Linked DNA regions of Mus musculus: region 2 is linked to region 1. A link is a contact called in public HiCAR-type data. All regions are on one chromosome and are shown on one strand. Each heading gives the region's core, a stretch centred on a gene start, on an enhancer-like site or on the middle of the called end of the contact. The rest is flanking DNA. Distances are from core to core; before and after follow the strand shown.

Region 1 (2,529 bases), core at 20-2,519:
AGAGAGACTAAGATGCAAGAATCATGACGTGAAAACGTGGTAAACACGTATTCATGCCGAGTGCACACACACATCATATAACAATCCTCCACAAATAAGACCAGTGCCATGCTCCCATGAGAACGTGGCTTGCCCAGTGTCTCCCGGCCTGGTGAAAAAGGTCAGACTGGAATATAACAGTTAACCTGAAGCACTCACTAGGTCTTGATCACTGCTTCGTAGTCTTGCCCTCAAGCACATGCAAGCTGCCCAGGAGAAAGAGGCCATTAAGGGCTGAGTGAGCCAAAGGCCCTCAGGACTGGTTCACAGCGCGTGTCAGTGAAAGGTCCCTATTTACCTGCAACTTCAGGAGGTGTCCGGTTGGGGTGGGGCTCCTCATGGAGTGATTTAGAAGAGATGGTATGTGAGGCTCATGCCACCGGAGGGGACCTGCCTGATCCTCTGCTGGAGCTATCTGCGCATGCCTGCTCATACGACTCACTTCCTCCCCTCCCCCAACCCCTGCCCTCACTAAGCACAAGGAGACAAGGCTAAGGGACCATAGGACCTCATGCTGTTCTTTCCCTGTAAATCCCACCCCCCCTCCCCGCCCCGCCCCTCTTGCTTTCAGCAAGGGCTGCTAACAGGAACAATTCGAGACAGTCTTTCTGCTCTCTCTGCATTGCCCACTGTATTCTATAACAAGCTGTATAAGTGCCCAGAGAATAACGTGGTGCCAGGAAAACAGGATTCTCCTCTTACGAACTGGTTTGTTGCCTCTCAGCAAACAATGGGGGTTATATAACCCTTTCTTTCTCCCATTTTCGTCTTGCTTTCCAGGAAGTACAAAGATAAATTTACTACTTAGTTAAATATTCATCTTTGCCAAAGATTCTGGTATATTTTTTTCTCTGATTTTAATAGATTCACTTGACATGTCTTTTATTATGGCCCACTTCAAATCCTTTTTTATAATGGAAAAAAAATATAAACTACAAATAAAGTGAGGCCATCTCCTCTGCGTCCCACATAAAGCTGTTCCCTAAACCAACAAACGGCTAGAAGCCCAGAGTCCTCCCTCTCCTGTAGCTAAGAGCTACATCGTGTCTATCCAGCCACATCAGCAAGTATGCTCTCTGTTGTTCCTGCTCTCTGTAGCCCTATGGCACTGTCTGCATTTAGCTGTTTGTATGTAAACGCTTCACATGGCGTCTCCCTGCCTTCATCCTTCACCCTCTCTCACCCTCTCTTCTCTGCATCACCGACCTCAGTCAGTATGACATGTCAACGTTCTAACTGTGAACTGTTGTGAATGAGTCCTGTGTTTCAGGCTTAGGACTGGAGTCAGAAGGAGCCCCACCATTCCTAAAAGCCAACCCACGTCATTAATATTCTAGGATTTTTTTTTTTATGTTTTTATTTTTTGTATTTTGAGACAGGACTCCTCTGTTTTAGCTCTGGCTGTCCTGGAACTCTAAAGCAGGCTGGCTTCAAACTCACAGAGTGGGGGTGGGGGTGGGGTGAGGGATTAAAGGCATGCACCACCACCTTCTGGCTGGATAGCTTAACTCAAAGTAAACCTAAAGTGTTTTGTCAGGGATGTAGCTTGGTAGTGCTTAGCATAAAAAACAGCCCTGGGTTCAATCCCCAGCATTTTAGAAAACAAATTCCTAAGTTTTCCTGGGTGTAGTGGTACACAGCTGTAACCCTAGCATTTGGAATCCAGAAACAAGAGGATCACTCCAAGTTAAAAGCCAACCTGGTTTACACAGTGAGTTCCAGGATAACCAGGCTACCTGGTGAGACTGCCTCAAATTAAATAAATAATAAAAAAATACTTGCCATAACATTTGGAATAATGAAATAGCAATAGTCTCTAAAATAAATATTTACAGCTGGGAGCAGTGATGTCACCCATTCTACCAGCACTTGGGAGCCTGAGGCAGGAGGACTCCGACTGTGTTTGAGGGCAGCCTGGGCTAAGCGTGAGACCTGCCTCAAGAAGGAAATGAGAGCTGGGTGTGGACTCAAATGGCTTGCCAGAGGCAGAAGCAGAGTTCAAAGCCAGCTAGGCCACCAAAAGGAAGTTCCAGGTCAGCAAGGACTTTGCCTCCTAAAACAAACAAACAAACAAACAAACACACACACACACACAAAACAAACCAGCAAGCAAGCAGCGGAACACAAGGTGGATACACAGGTACCTGCTTGCTTGGCTTCGATGCAGGCGATGTTAATTTCTTCTTTCAAATCCCAGTTTTCGTTGGCTATAGCTTCCCCTACTTTAACAAATCTTCCAACTGCCAAGTTGACCGCTTGTCCCACACGCTGAATCGCTTGCAGGGTTTTATCAGACTTTTTGGTATTATCTTTATGGTTTATAAGTGTGGTGATCTGAAAATTAAAAAAAAAAGAAGAAGAAGAAGAAGAAACTTTTACCTCAATACTTAAAAATAAATAAATAAATAAAACTTTAAAAAAGATATCACAAAGACCAAGAAAATTAAACCCAGCATATCAGACCAAGCAAATCATTCGCCTTAGACCTTG
Region 2 (2,529 bases), core at 10-2,509, 430 kb after region 1:
AATACTTTTTTTTTTAAAATAATACTTTTAAAGCTTAAAGCCTAGGGGCTGGAGAGACGGCACAGTGAGGTTAAGATAGCTGCTCTTCCAGAGGACCCTGGTTCAATTCCCAGCACCCACATGGCAGCTCACAACTGCCTGTAACTCCAATTCCAGGGGATCTGATATCCTCACAGACATACAAGGAAAGAAAAAAGCTTAACGTCTGCTAAACAACGATAATCACAAATGGTGTAAAAACAAAACTTTTTTTTTTGAAACTTGCATGTGCATTTATAAAATGGATCCTTTTCATCAGAAGTGCACTTAAGACTTAGCAATCAGTCTTGACTTTCACAAAACTCTACCATCTTCTCTTGCACCACCAATCCTCATGCTCCAAGACCACAACCGCAGAATTGGCTCATTTGTTCCCTGACCTTTAATTTGTTCAGAGAGGGGACCTCCCAAAGAAGACCCTGAGCCCCCAAAGCAGTGCTGAGATAATCTCTCCCGTCAGTTCAATCCAAACCAGAACCTGTAGTTAGCTCCCTTGTTCCCAGATGACTTCGAAATGTCAAAATAGTTTTCTTATTCGAGAGCCCAGGGTTTATCTTTAGTTTTTATTTATAGGTTGGACACCATGACACCGTGGTCAAAGCTAACAAAATAAAAAAGTTAGCCTGGGCGCCTGGAAGTTAAGAAGAGGCTTCAGCTCCTCTCAGAGCGCAGGATGGGAAGCAGGCTGAAGCCACAGGCGGTGAGAGGTGGCCTATAAACCGCTATAAAAAAAAGCGAAACAGGCTCCAGCCCTCCGGGCCTCAGCTACCTTCAATACTTCTGCCTCGGGGAAGAGGAAGCCAGGCCCAGCACAGGAAGGTGGCAGCCCTGGGTAGGTATGAGAAGCCTTTATCCTGGGGTATCACACAGGGCAAAGGCAACCAAAACTACCCAGGTCCCGAGTCCTCCCTCGTGTGACTCCTCTCCCCAGCTGATACCAGTTGAAGACAAGATTTTTATTAGTTATTTTAATGTTTGGGAAGATGTCATCAAGCCTTCAAGTAATCCCCAAATTCCGGCCTTCTACGAGGGTATTTTCGGTAGCCCCACCCCCTGCCCCAGGACCTGTAGATCTTGTTTATAATTACTTTTGGCTTCCTTTGTTATTACTTTGGCAAAGGAGTTCCGGCCCATTGACTCAATATTCATTTACTTGGCCCCAGGCCAAGCCAGGAAGTGGCCAGCCGGTGGGGGAAGGTAGAGATGCGGGGAACCTGGCTTCCATAGGAGGTGAAGACGTGTCTAGGGGACAAGGAGGCTGAGACCTTCCAGGGTGAGGTGGGTGACAGGACCAGCTCGCTGAGGTTTCCAGGCAAAGACTCCACAACTATGGGACCTTACTGAAAGGTCAGGAGAGGAAGTTCTGGGAGGTTTTATGAGCTCCAGAGCAAAAGAGGAGCCTGAGGGATAGCTGATATCTTAGTGAGCGTTCTGGGAGGATTAGGCCAGGTTCTTTTAGAAGCTTTTACATAAAAGAGGAATAAGGATAAGGTGAGAGGTTTAGAATCAGGCAATGGGAGGGTGGGAACTCCAATTTAATCACTTTAGTGGAGGTTAACCTCAGCAATTGCTTACTTTTTTCTAAGAGTTATTTAGGAGAGAGCGGCTACCCCTGCTTTCCAAGGCCAGTTTTGAGATTAGCAGAGAATGTACACCTTAGCCCAATCCACTGGACTGATTCTTTTTAACTCAATGGTTAAAGAGGCGACATGAACCGGTTCAGGGCCTGGGAGGTGGCTCAGTGGGTAAGTCTTTTCCATTGGAGAGTAACAACCGGGAGTTTGAATCACCTTCTGTGAAGGCTCCCAGAGCTCCTGTGGGGAGATGTGAGGCAGAGACAGAATTTCCAGAAGCTCAGGGGCCAGTTCACCTGGAATACGGTACAGAGAAGTGGAATGCAGAAGAGAGACCCTGATCTCCAACACGGAAGGATGCCAAGCGTCAACAACACCCGTTTACTCTCTGACCTCCACAAACATGTAGTGAGCCTCACGACCCTCACTCGCGCACACACCACACTTACTCAAACAACAAAAGAAAGAAAAGGAAGCAGACTTCTGCTCAACAGAAGAAGGGGCCTAAGGTAAAGGCTGCATAAACATGGAAGATACTAAGCTCTCGGCTGAACGACTGGGTAGCTCTGAGGAACCTGGTGGCGGGAGGTTCTTAGTTGACCAAAACGCATTACTATAGGTAATTAAATAAAGGAACTCGTATTGAAAAAGCTACTGGAGAGTATGAAAAATGAGCTTTAGGCTTTGGGGACCAAAATTCTATCATGACTTCTGTTTTGAAAGTGCCCAGGGTATATATTTCTGTTTATAGAAGCCATATTCCACTGTAGAACTGTTCAGTTTCTATCTCCTTACATAGACTTGCACGGAAATGATTCTACATGGATGCCTCGCTCTTGAAAGTTTTAAACAGCCCATCAGAGGTGTAAGAGTACTATTTAAAGAGTGAAGCATCATGGAAGGCTTAAAAAAAGGG

Evidence for each region. HiCAR-type assays count read pairs that join an accessible place to other places.
Region 2: a HiCAR-type map of embryonic stem cells shows a contact between it and region 1, with 2.4 times the contacts expected there. The contact joins two enhancer-like sites. A contact is called at or near these places in 2 of 484 Hi-C or Micro-C datasets (both in embryonic stem cells) and 4 of 115 datasets of contacts at active chromatin or transcription factors (all in embryonic stem cells).

The regions. Positions count from the first base shown.
Region 1 is chr4:56,845,627-56,848,155 of GRCm38.p6, forward strand. Ctnnal1 (catenin (cadherin associated protein), alpha-like 1) reads right to left here. Exons shown (of 19, transcript NM_018761.3): 2 at 2,184-2,373. Among named protein-coding and RNA genes, the nearest start is that of Ctnnal1, 18 kb to the right of the region's middle. Within about 2 kb of position 1,270, at least 46 of the 459 cell types and tissues checked have an H3K27ac peak or open chromatin away from gene starts, as enhancers often do. A contact at or near this core is called in embryonic stem cells, where this site is marked.
Region 2 is chr4:57,278,207-57,280,735 of GRCm38.p6, forward strand. The region is part of intron 1 of Ptpn3 (protein tyrosine phosphatase, non-receptor type 3); the gene reads right to left. Among named protein-coding and RNA genes, the nearest start is that of Gm12536, 20 kb to the right of the region's middle. Within about 2 kb of position 1,260, at least 58 of the 459 cell types and tissues checked have an H3K27ac peak or open chromatin away from gene starts, as enhancers often do. A contact at or near this core is called in embryonic stem cells, where this site is marked.